3 separate regions of the Mus musculus genome follow, and regions 2 and 3 are each linked to region 1. Evidence: chromatin contacts called from public Hi-C data. All regions are on one chromosome and are shown on one strand. Each heading gives the region's core, a stretch centred on a gene start, on an enhancer-like site or on the middle of the called end of the contact. The rest is flanking DNA. Distances are from core to core; before and after follow the strand shown.

The links. Hi-C and Micro-C count contacts between places; a contact is called where the count stands out from the background.
Region 2: a Hi-C map of uterus shows a contact between it and region 1, with 5 times the contacts expected there. The contact joins two enhancer-like sites. A contact is called at or near these places in 3 of 484 Hi-C or Micro-C datasets (cardiomyocytes, nephron progenitors and uterus).
Region 3: a Hi-C map of uterus shows a contact between it and region 1, with 2.4 times the contacts expected there. The contact joins two enhancer-like sites. A contact is called at or near these places in 2 of 484 Hi-C or Micro-C datasets (cortical neurons and uterus) and 1 of 115 datasets of contacts at active chromatin or transcription factors (astrocytes).

The regions. Positions count from the first base shown.
Region 1 is chr3:50,904,314-50,908,594 of GRCm38.p6, reverse strand. No RefSeq gene overlaps it. Among named protein-coding and RNA genes, the nearest start is that of Gm37548, 18 kb to the right of the region's middle. Within about 2 kb of position 2,109, at least 109 of the 459 cell types and tissues checked have an H3K27ac peak or open chromatin away from gene starts, as enhancers often do. A contact at or near this core is called in uterus, where this site is marked.
Region 2 is chr3:49,483,111-49,487,391 of GRCm38.p6, reverse strand. No RefSeq gene overlaps it. Among named protein-coding and RNA genes, the nearest start is that of Gm22480, 6.1 kb to the left of the region's middle. Within about 2 kb of position 1,976, at least 33 of the 459 cell types and tissues checked have an H3K27ac peak or open chromatin away from gene starts, as enhancers often do. A contact at or near this core is called in uterus, where this site is marked.
Region 3 is chr3:49,640,361-49,644,641 of GRCm38.p6, reverse strand. It overlaps the pseudogene Gm29741. Among named protein-coding and RNA genes, the nearest start is that of Gm23096, 16 kb to the left of the region's middle. Within about 2 kb of position 1,996, at least 101 of the 459 cell types and tissues checked have an H3K27ac peak or open chromatin away from gene starts, as enhancers often do. A contact at or near this core is called in uterus, where this site is marked.

The sequences.
Region 1 (4,281 bases), core at 860-3,359:
GGACAATTTGCTTACTACAGAAATAAAAGGGAAAAAACTTCTTGCAAATAAGCAATACTAACACACATTGGGTCCTCCCTTCCCTGAAGATTGGTGTTTTTTTTTTGTTTTTGTTTTTGTTTTTGTTTTTTGGTCCCATATAGGCTTAAAAATGGATGTCTGCTCAGCTGCAATCCTATGATTTACCTCGTGTGTATTGGAAGCACGCCGATTGTATAGAATGAAATGTTTACTTTTTAACCGTCCTTTAAAGGTCACATGGAAAACAGAACTGATGATAAATGAGTTGCCCACATGGAGCAATGAAGGTGAGATAGAAAGTGGGTTTCTGGATGAGAGGAGCCAGACACAACCAGAAGAGAGTTGACTAAGAGATTAGCTGACTCAGGAAAATTCTAATCCTACCTTGGGAAGGACACTTGGTTTGATTTATAGTTATTGTAGTTCATAAAAACAACAACAGCAACAACAACAACAACCCAACCAACCCTCCTCTCTTTAAAACCATTTTGTCATTAAGTTTGCAGTTTGTGTCTTTTTGCGGTAAGAAAGGCTATAAACGCCAAGAGCCCCGGTCTCCCAGGTAAATTCTCAGCCCAGGCCTCTGCTGTCTGTGGGTGTTGGTGACTTAGAGCCCACTTTCAGAGATATATTGAAATTCTATATCAAGCTAAAGGATGCCCTGTAATATTCGAGTTTTCTTCCAGAACAAACAGACTTGACATGGTTCAAGTACCTGTCCCCCGAATAAAACAAAAAGCCATTCTTCTAGAGTCACGCATGCTTCTAGACCTTTCCCTGCAGCTGTTGTTTAGTTTTTCTTGATGACCAGGCAGGTTTTGATTTCCAGGGTAGTCTGTTATTAAGTCGGGGAGGGTAGGTTTCTACTGGGATCCCCAGCCTGGAGAAGCAGGGGATCCCCCCAGCCTCTGAAAGGGTGTGAAACTTTTCAACTCTCCTCTCCTCTCCTCCCCTCCCCTCCCCTCCCCTCTCTCCCTCTCTCCTCCCCCCTCTCTCCCTCTCTCCTCCCCCTTCTCTTTTCTGGTCCCCTTGTCTCCTTTCATCTCCCCTGCCCTTCCCCTTCCTCTTTCCCTCCCTCTGCCTTTCTTACTTCTCAGTCCTCTATCTTGGTTACCTTTGGTAGGTCTCTTACTCTCAAGGAAAAAAAATGCTCTGCAGGTATCTGTAGGCTCTCCTACCCTCAGATCCAGCGAATGTTACCACAGAATGAGCTGGTTTATATTTTGTACTTAGGGACTTTCAAAAGTATTATCATTGAGGTTGCTGATCCCATTGATAACTCTCATCAGCCATGGCCAAGTGGTGATCATGACTTTTGTTGATGGTTATCGGTGTTTACTGGTTGGACTCTTGGGTTGTCAGGCAACATCTTTTTAATTTGATAGAAATCAAAGGAAAGTAATCTCTCTCTCTCTCTCTCTCTCTCTCTCTCTCTCTCTCTCTCTCTCTCTCTCTCTCTCTCTCTCTCTCTCTCTCTCTTCCCCTCTCCCTCTCCCTCTCCCCTCCTCCTCTCCCTCCCTCCCCACCCCACTCTGGTTATTCTGCAGCTTTGTGATATTTGAAAAATCTCAGAATAACAGTATCTTCTTAATGGAGGTTAAGACTCTTATTAAATATTACTCAGTGGTTTTCAAAGTTCTGGGTGCTATAAACCATTGGGGGACCTTGGTCAAAGTGCAGACTTCTAAGACCTAGAGGCAGATTTTAGCATTCAGTAGCTCTGGATGACCCTCGTCTTTGCATTTCCACATATTCTCAGGTTGTTAATACAGGGACGGGTCGGTGGCTGGACCCAGATCGTGGCGAAGCGAGCTGCCCTGTTAGCTCTCCACCTGCCCCACACAGTGTTTCCATGCAGGCTGCCGTTCTTTAAGCTGGGAGTGTTGTTTTCTTTCGCTCAACCCGGGAAGGAGCCTTTCCCCAGCTCAGTGTTTCACCTGCATTGCTATTTTCAGAGCTTTTGGTTTCAGTATGAGAATCGAAGGTTGAACTGAAATCAAATACATTTGTCTGGGAGTGGGATGGTCTGTCAGGCATTGATCTCCTTGAGCTGGCGCTCTCTGGGAACGCCTCCCCAGTGAGAATCCCAGTCAGGATTCTAAAGGTTACATGGAATAGGCCTGATTTCTGAGCTTCTCTGGGGAGATCACTTAATTCATAAAGCACAAAGTGGAGAAAGCCGCCACATACCCACAACTCCCCCTCGTTAAGTAACCAGAGCACGGTTCCTGTTATAGAAGAAAATAACGTGTTGATTAGCGTGTAAGCCAGAAAATACCCCCGAGCGGTGAATCTTTAAAGATGAAATAGTTGCACTTTGGAAGACGGGGAAAAATGGCAAAATGAAATCCGGGTAGAGTCGGCTTTGCGAAGGCTGGGTTTCTGCGTGCGCGCTCACGGCATTCAGCCACGAGGGGGCAGCATTGCACTTTGGTTGAAAAAACGGTCTGGCAGGAAGGGAGCCCTTTAAAGGAACATAACATCTACGTGAGCAAAGCTAAAAACCAGAACATTAGCAAGCACCAGAAAACCAACAACGCAGAGCCCAACTGTCTTTGTTATAATGTGCCGTCTTCGCTTCTCCCGTGGACGGGATTTAATATTGTAGTATTAAGACTTTCTGGGCCATATCACGTCAGTTCATAAATACATGCTTAGGGGTGGTGGTGGGTATGCAGTGAGATTATTATGATTATATGTATATATATTATACCTTCCACTTTTGTTTGCCTTGCCTTTCTCAGCTTACCGTTCTTGCGTTGTTGTCAAATACCAGGTCTCCCACATTGCTTCCTCCAAGGCAGAGCCCAGACCTTCTGTGGGCTGCCCCTCGGTGTGGCCCGTGATTTTGTGGAGTTCCATGGAGTTTGGCTAGAAAGTTACTTACTCCTTTCCTTTTTGTACAAAACTAGGTTCTTAATTTCCATGGTTCTGGCCCTTCTCTAGGGATTGTAGCCATGGAGACACTTTCAGAGGAGTCAAACCATCGCTCTGTGGGGAGTAGTTGCATCTTTGAAATGGACCCCTAAGTCACACTGAGACCAAATCCAGCCTTTGAGCTGAGAAACTCAAGCTCCACCAGCTCAGGGGCGGCTTCCCTATGCTCCCGGACAGTGAGTGAGTGCCTGGTGTTGAAGGTGCATAGTAAATATTTGTCCAGTGAACGAGCCCCATTTCAACCCTCACGCCGTGACCGATCACCATGCCCTTCACCCACTTGGGATTTGCTTTTGGCTAATGACTAACGTGAGACCACACGAGGCTGGAGGTGTTCACTTGCCTTTCTTTCTAGTCTCCAACACTGTTTTCTTTCTGAGTTTGCAGGGTCATGGTGACATGAGGCAGAGTTTCTTGCGGGGGTGGGGGTGGGGGGAGTCATTTTTGTTTCTCTGATGTTTGCATACAATTACAGTGTTAATTCTGCCTTTGTGTTGGGAGTTCACAAAGACCAGATTAAAGTTTCCCCTCGGTGTTACTACCTGGCTCCTTCCTCCTCCCCTTTTCTTCTCTTCTTGTTGGGAAACTTGACTTTGAGCAGGGCAGGGACTAACAGGCAGCGGGAAGATTAATTACCCTCCTTGGAATCTCACTTGACTGGGCAAGGTGAGACAGTTCAATTATGTAATCATGCTGGCAGTCTTGGCTTCCCAGGCCCTGGGTGCTAGGACTACCCTCTTCCTGCATTTTAATTATTATGAGGGACTCGCTCTGCTCCTTGTAACTCTCCAGTGAACCCTCAGGCCGTGGGAAAGGAGCTGTCAGTTTTGGCAGGAGATGCTCCAATCGCTGGCATCTCTGCCCTCTTCGAGGGTTCCTGTGGAGAGTCTCCGTGCTCCTGTTGGAAGCTGTGGTTGGGCTGCCTGGCTGCGTCTCTTGGGCCATGTGGATTCCTTTTCTCTATCGCACAGCTTTTTAAGGCTTTCTCCTTTGCCTTGAGAAAGGCTCCCATTGAAGCTACGGGCCAGGGAGCCTCATTCGAGTGGAATGCATTAGAGGTGGGAAGTGTAGCAGACCCTCCTGCAATGGCTGAGAGGTTATCATCTGCTGTGTCCAACACCGGGGGGGGGGCAGGGACCACATGTGGCCATTAGCACCTGAACCATGGCCAGTGCAATTAAGGAGCTGAATTTTTAATTAGAATTAATGTGAAGTTCAACAGTTATCTATGGCCAATGGATACTCTATTGGGCAGTGAAAGACTCCTGTAACCATTATGTCCACAAAGGAGATGATCTCTCTCTCTCTCTCTCTCTCTCTCTC
Region 2 (4,281 bases), core at 727-3,226, 1.4 Mb after region 1:
AATTTAACTATAACTCTGGCTAAGGGAAATATTTAGAATTTCATTCTTATATGCTAGCAATCAATGTCTAAGTTCTTACTTGAAACCAAATCATTGTAACTAATTTATCCATTTCTACCAGCTTGAGAAATATGTCTATATGCATTTAGCCTTGGAATGGTAATGATTTAGAATCAGAAGTATCTTACCGAAATATTATCTACTGCAATTCTGTGCAATTCCATTTGCATAGGCAAGAAAACCAGTTTTCACATTACAGTAATTTGTCATTCAACACATAATGACGGGGTCTAAGACTGAATGATTTTGTAGAGACTGACAACGTTTTTGGAAATGAAAAGTTTTATACCTTTAATATTATACTGAATGCATAGTATAGCAATATAACTATTTCAGAACATATGTATAAATATATCTGTTTTAGAACCTTCTGTTTAATAAAAAGTAAGGATAATCTATTCATGTATATAAGTCAACATATACAATTCTTATCTATTAAAGTCAACTTTCCAGGAAACAGTAACAAATTCATATCTTGCTTGGGCAACTTTATCTTAACTTCCAGGTTATAATCTATCGCTGTGTGGAGGTCAGAGAAGCAAGGGCTTAAGACACTCAGTCATCTCTCATTCTTTGTCAAGAGCAGATTGAGAACAAATGTATGCATGATTAGTGTTCAGCTAGCATTCTCTACCCTGACACAGTCCAAGTACCAGAATAATGGCACTCACTTTCAGTCTCCATCCTTCCATGTCAGTTTTCAACCTGACGGTCAGCATCACTTTAGAAGTCAAAAGACCCTTTAACATGGGTCGCATCTCTGATACCCTGCACATTAGATATCTATTTTATAATTCACACTAGTAGCAAAAGTACAGTCATGAAATAGCAATGAAAATAATTTTATGGCTGGGCATCACCACAACAAAAGGAAGTATATTAAAGGATCACAGACTTAAGAAGGTTGAGAACCACTGGTCTAGACAATGACAATCCTCTACAGATGTGCCCACAGGTCAGTCTGATCTAGACAATCCCCCATTGTGACAGCCTTTTCAGGAGATTCTTGACTGCAGTGAGTTCACAAATAAACAGAAGAATCATATACACTAACCTAGTGTTTGTAGTGAAGGTATTTTATTGTGTGTGCCATCCAGTTACTGGATTTTACATATAACGTATAAACCTAAGTAATGTGGGTAACTGTAAACCCACTTATTGAAGGGTTTGGAACAAAGGCAATTTTACCATGGAAATGCTGTATCTTGTCCTTAATGTATGGTCCCTGTAACTTTTCTGCCTACCCTCAGGCCTGTTGGGTGTTTCCTTGTTAGCCTGAGGTTTATGTGGGTCTAATACATAGGAGCAAATTTTCATCTAACACAAATATTGAAATAACAGAAAAAGGTGGATGTATATCACTGTTTATTTGCCTGGAGAACCCTCCTACAGAGCATAGCTATGAACTCAACTTAGACAACATCTGACAACTATTGTACTATCAATACCAATGTCGTTTTTCATATTAGTTAAAATATTTTGTATTCCATGACCAGAAAACATGATTGTTTTCAATGAAAACTTGGCTAAGATATTTGTAATCCCATCTCTTTATTGTGTGTGTTCTGGAAGAAGTGCTTAGATTCTCAGCCAGAGTTTGTGATTAGATCATGGTTTTCATAGAAATGTTAAGTTTATTCATTCACAAAGCAAGCGCCATTTGAAATATTCCTCTTAACATTGACCTACTTTTCATATCCGATCCTTTGAGTATAAGTATTTCCACTTCTATTGTACTGCCCAAACCTGCGCCAAGTTAAGAAAATAAGCCCTATAGTATGTCTCTCCAACACCTTGAAATATCTTAGTTTTTCCTGACTTGAACTGAAAAACATTTTGAAACAATAATATGTGTAAAGCGCCAGTAACTAAACCGGTTGCTTAATCCTCGGTGAGTGTGTGTTGACAAAAGCAAGCGGTTAAGTGTAACCATCTGTTGCTGAGTCAGCCCCTCTAGAGTCATCTACACTATTTATTTTCCACAGTCCATGAAAGCTCTACAAAATACTTTCAGATTTTCTGAGTTAATTTTCCCATTCAAAAAACAAAACGACAACTGAAGAAGCAAGTGAAGAATGGATGGACTTCACGCATCTTTCAGTGTCAGGAAGCCTGTGTGATGCAGTGGTCCGTCACAGCTGAGGATCATTCACAGCTGTCCCAGGAACGCAGGCTTCCAGGAAGCACCAAGCATTTGGGATGGATAAATTCACAGAGCCAAATCCTAGGCACTGAGCGAATTTCTGATCTCTGTACAACAAACTTATCACCACAATTTTACCAAATTAATCCAGTGTCTGTTTTATGAACATGAGTTAGCTGGATCTTTATTCAGGGTCTCCTAAGGTTACTGTTGAGTACTGGGCATAGAATATACTTTCTGCTCCTACAGAACTTCTATAGGATTCTGCCACATTCTTTTCCTGAAGCTGACAAACTTCTCTAATCCAGGATGGGAGACTCCATTTCTACTCTGTTGAAATCATCTCTTTTCTGAGATGGCCTAATCCCAGGATTGGCAACAATTGCCATGACCATATTTATTTGTTTTCATGAGCATGGGAATTGGGGAGGTGTCTACTTCATGTCCCACATGCACACAAGGAAATGATTTCAGACAGTCATGAATATCAGAAGTGGAGAACCATCAGCATCTGCCCTAGGGATTCTTGTCATACCCCTTCATTCCCCTCTCCTGTCCCCTCCCACCTAGTCCCTCCATCCCTCTGCAACTCTGGCTATTTTATTCCCCCTTCTAAGTGAGATTCAATTATCTTCACGTGGGCCTTCCTTCTTGTTTAGCTTTGTTGGGTATGCTGAGTGTAGCATGGTATCATGTACTTTATGTCAAATATCCACTTACCAGTGATTACATAAAATGCATAGCATTTAGGTCTCTGATACCAAACTCAGGATGATATTATCTAGTTCCATACATTTGCCTGCAAAATACATTACGCCCTTACTTCTCTTAGCTGAATACTATTCCGTTGTGTAAACAAAGCACATTTTTTTTTTTGTCCATTCTTCAGTTGAGGGGCATTTGGGGTGCTTCCAACCTCTGGATATTAATATAGCCGCTATAAACATAGTAGAGCACCTGCCCTTGAGATATGGTGGAGCATCTTTGGGTGTGTGCCTAGGAGCAGTATAGGTGGGTCTTCAGGTAGAACTATTTCCAACTTTCTGATAAACCACCAGATTGATTTCCAGAGTAGCTGAACAAGTTTGCAACCTCACCAGCAATGGAAGAGTGTTCCCCTTTCTCAGCATCCTCAACAGCATCTGCTGTCACTTGAGATTTTTATCTTAGCCATTCTGAAGGGTGTAAGATTGAATATCAGGGTTGGTTTCATTTGAATTTTCCTGATGACTGTGGGCTCATGAAATGATTTTGACAGTGTTCCTTCTGTTTCTATTTCATGGAATCGTTTGGGGAGTATTGTTATTATCTCTTCTTTGAAAGTCTGATACAATTCTGCCCTAAAACCATTTGGCTCAAGAGATTTTGATGAATACTTCTATTCCTTTATGGGTTATAGGACTGTTTAAATAGTTTTGTTTTATTTAAACAATTTTTATTAGATATTTTCTTCATTTACAATTGAAGTGCTGTTCCAAAAGTCCCCTATACCCTCCAACCCACCCTGCTCCCCAAACCACCCACTCCCACTTCTTGGCCCTGGGATTTCCCTCTACTAGGGCATAAAATCTTTGCAAGACCAAGGGGCCTCTCTTCACAATGATGGCCGATTAGGCCATATGCAGCTAGAGACACGAGCTTAGGGGGTACAGGTTAGTTCATATTGCTGGTCCTCCTATACGGATACAGACCCTTCAGCTCCTTGGGTACTTTCTCTAGCTCCTTCATTAGGGGACCTGTGTTTCATCAAGGACTGTGAGCATCCACTTCTGTCTCTGCCAGGCACTGGAATAGACTCAAAAGAGACAGCTATATCAGGGTCATGTCAGCAAAATCTTGTTAGCATATGCAATAGTGTCTGCGTTTGGTGGCTGATCATGGTATGGATCCTCGAGTTTGGCAGTCTCTGCATAGTCCTTCCTTCCATCTCAGCTCCAAACTTTGTCTCTGTAACTCCTTACATGGGTATTTTGTTCCCACTTCTAAGGAGGGATGAAGTATCCACAGTTTGGTCTTCCTTCTTCTTCAGTTTCATGTGTTTTGCAAATTGTATCTTGGATATTCTAAGTTTCTGGGCT
Region 3 (4,281 bases), core at 747-3,246, 1.3 Mb after region 1:
AACCTTGATTTTTTTCTTCGTATTATTTTTTTTTTCTAATACCATGGCTAAGTTGATTATCTCTGGTCTCTTGTACAAAATTAAAAACTTTGAAATTCAGGCCCATGTAGTACTTGAGTCCTTCCATTTGGTGAAACTGTGAGGGGCTAGCCTGGCCTAGCTGGATTGCCAGATCCAGCCAGAGGCTGTGGGCTGAGATCTGGGAAAGGAGCCACACAAGCGTGCCAGTAAGAGTCCCCAGCTGGAAGCACTCACAATCCTTCATCCCTGTGTTGCATGCAGTTCACATTGAGAAGGCTCAGGCTCAGACTGCAGGGCAGTGGCACAGCTGTGAGGTTCTGGGTTACCCAGGAATTTCTTAGCAAAGGTGCTTCTAGACCTTTCTTCATCTTAGCGTTGTGCTCTGGGTCCCACTTGCCAATCAGCTTAGGAAAGAATTCTTCCAAGAGCCGCCCAGGCCTTTCGTGTTTGCTCTGTCTAGGCAGAGGAGGCAGTGATGCAACCTGGGTTTCTCAGAGGAAAAATGTGAGTCGGGAGGCCACTGTCTTGCAGCTATTGGAGGAGAAGAGCTGTTCTACCTCAGGGAAGTAGGTGGTACTGTCCAGCACAGCCTGAACCACTTGAGTACACAGTGGCACACGTGATGCTGCCGGAGTGGGAGGAAGGGCACCACAGCATCCAGCAGGTGCTCCTCCATGATGCCAGACCGCCAGAAGCCATGCTGAGGGTTATCCATCACAGCTCGGGAGATTACTGGCTCCACCTCCTGTAGGCTGATATCTTCCCTGTCCCCGAGGCTGCGCCAGGCCTCCAGGGCCACCTGGTTGATTTGCTCACCGCCAGAACTGCTGATAAATATGAAGATGGTTTGGCGATAGTTGGTCCCATACACAACCCAAGAAGGGCCCAGGAAGAGCAGCGCAGCAAAGCCACTTCCCAGGCCGCCCGAACAGCCGGAGGATCGAGCCCCAGGGCTGGCAGCTGTGCCTCACCACCACCATCTGGTTGAGGCCCAGTTTCGGTCAGAGGCTGCCCACCGCCCTTCATATTATTTTTAACATTTCTTTCTTTTCTCAGACTCTGAAAATATTTGCATTAGTTCCCTGATTTTTCTACTCATATCTGTGTTTTCAACCTTTACAACGATTTGATTTTCCTGTTGCCATGTTATTCCTTTTCGTTTTCTATATTTTTATACATTATTTTATTTATTTACATTACGAATGGCATCCCCCTTCCCTGTTTCCCCTCTTCAAACCCCCTATCCCATCCTCCCTCCACCCTGCTTCCAGGAGGGAGCTCCCCCACCAACCCACCCACCCACTTTTCTAACTTTCTGAAGATGCTCTAATAATTTTCTTACAACTAGGATTTTACTATTACCCGAAATGAAACTTGAATACTATCAGAACACTAAAATCCAGTTTAATGCTTTATCATACTTTTAATAATTAGAATTTTACAGTTTGTTTTAACTATGATGTTTTACAAAGCAGTTGCTTTAAGTAGTAGTTGAGAAGGTCACCACCAATACACATTTTCTAGTAACTAACTCTGTTTGGATCTTTGAATACACTTCTCATACTCTATCAGGGGCATCAGGTACCCGATCCTATCCTTTCTGGGTCTATTACTTTAGGGATTAGGGGAAGGATATTGTTTCATATTTGCTGGTTGTCAAGATAAATTTTTCTTCAATGGCTTGACAAAAAAAATAAATAAATAAAAAGAGGAGGAAACTACATTTTTAAGACCCTGAACCCATTATTCACATTCACCACAAAACTCTGTTACAGAAAATATCTGGAGGATAAAAACAAATTGCTGGTCACACCAGTGAGTGGAAACTGTTGCTCTGGAAAGAAAAGAGTGGAAAAATGAGATGTTTGAGTCACACATTTTGGCTTCCCTCTGACTCTTAGAAGCTAGACAGCCTATTTTCACTTGCATCTGTGTTACTGTCTTTTCTCCATCATGGCCTTGGAATGAACTACTCCAGCAAGGCAGCTTGAAACAAAAACATACATATACATTGGCAGGAGTCTTCAGGCTCTTTTTAGAATCCTGGCTTTTAAGTCAGCTTGGCTCCTGGCCAAAGTTAAAAGAAAAAAGATCAACAGTTAAACAGCTGGTACCAATTATCCTGACTGCAGTGGGTGTACACGCTCAAGTGTCAGAGGAGCAAGCGGAGCCTATGACATAATGGGCTAGTTATTTCAGAACTGGACTGTGGTACTTAGCTCCGCTTGCCAGTTGGCATCTCTTTAAGAAATCTTCAGAGTTATTGCACCCAAACTCTTGTAATCAACAATCACTACTATATTAGTGTGTTTGTGATCCACAGAAATCATCATGAAACTGTGCATTAACTCCACTTGAATTTGTTAGTGGTAAAAAAAATGCCTTAGAAAAAATTAGATAGATAAGTGGTTTCTATAAATACTTGTTTGATAAGCAGTTTGCTTGGACACTAGCACAGAGCTATGTGGCTTGAAATTTGAAATGCACTGTGTTAATTAACAAAACAAAAAACGTATTATTTGAAATGTTTCAACCTGGCAATTTACTTACAATGTATTTTCTCTCAAGTTCATTTATAGAAACAATGAGAAAACTAGAGAGATGCTCAATCCACTTAAAATATACTAAATTTTTGTAATGTATTTTTATATTTAAACTTGATTTTATAATCTATCCTTTTTTAGGAGCTACGTGAAGTTACTTTTCTGTAGAACCAGAAGGAAACTCTTGGCCCTATTGACCAGAAAGAATTTGGAAGAGACAAAAACTCTAGTTGATAAGTTTTCTCCGTGGGAACTACATGTCTAAATTTGGCAAGGTTTACTGGTTTTAATATGTTCCACTCTGAAATAGAAACTCTCTTAAGTTTACTTTAGGAAAAAAATAAATAAATCCATTGCTCTCAATCAGGATGAGCATCTCACAAATCACAAAGAGGATTTTGTAACTAGGCAACCAGGGTCAGGGAGACAGTAAGCAGGGCCTGCTGAACACACAGCAGGCAGAGAGTGAGTCTGAGCTGGGAGGCACAAATTGAACATAGGATTTTGAAGCACTCCTTTTAAAAACACATCATTCCGTAATACCTTGCAGGTGTGTACCATGAAAAGCAGCTGCTCTAAACTCATGCTTTGAAGAAAAAATATTTTATTCAGAATATTCTCCAGAATAAATGTATCCTGATTAGCCAAAGAAAACTGGAAAACAAAACCTTCGGGTCTTTTTGTTACTCATGCCATCTCAGTTGAGTGTTAAGTGGACATTTGCCTCTGCTAGACAAAGATATAATCTATGCTTGCAAAGAAAAGGGGCAATTGACTAACTCCTATACCAAAGCCAATTAAAATAGTTGAAAGATTTTCATATGATCTTTTCACGTAACTGAGATCAATATTTCTTTTTTTTTTTCCATTTTTTATTAGGTATTTAACTCATTTACATTTCCAATGCAATACCAAAAGTCCCCCATATCCACCCACCCCCACTCCCCTGCCCACCCACTCCCCCTTTTTGGCCCTGGTGTTCCCCTGTACTGGGGCATATAAAGTTTGCAAGTCCAATGGGCCTCTCTTTCCAGTGATGGCCGACTAGGCCATCTTTTGATATATATGCAGCTAGAGTCAAGAGCTCCGGGGTACTGGTTAGTTCATAATGTTGTTCCACCTATAGGGTTGCAGATCCCTTTAGCTCCTTGGCTACTTTCTCTAGCTCCTCCATTGGGAGCCCTATGATCCATCCATTAGCTGACTGTGAGCATCCACTTCTGTGTTTGCTAGGCCCCGGCATAGTCTCACAAGAGACAGCTACATCTGAGTCCTTTCGATAAAATCTTGCTAGTGTATGCAATGGTGTCAGCGTTTGGATGCTGATTATGGGGTAGATCCCTGGATATGGCAGTCTCTACATGGTCCATCCTTTCATCTCAGCTCCAAACTTTGTCTCTGTGACTCCTTCCATGGGTGTTTTGTTCCCAAATCTAAGAAGGGGCATAGTGTCCACACTTCAGTCTTCATTCATCTTGAGTTTCATGTGTTTAGCAAATTATATCTTATATCTTGGGTATCCTAGGTTTGGGGCTAATATCCACTTATCAGTGAATACATATTGTGTGAGTTTCTTTGTGAATGTGTTACCTCACTCAGTATGATGCCCTCCAGGTCCATCCATTTGGCTAGGAATTTCATAAATTCATTCTTTTTAATAGCTGAGTAGTACTCCATTGTGTAGATGTACCACATTTTCTGTATCCATTCCTCTGTT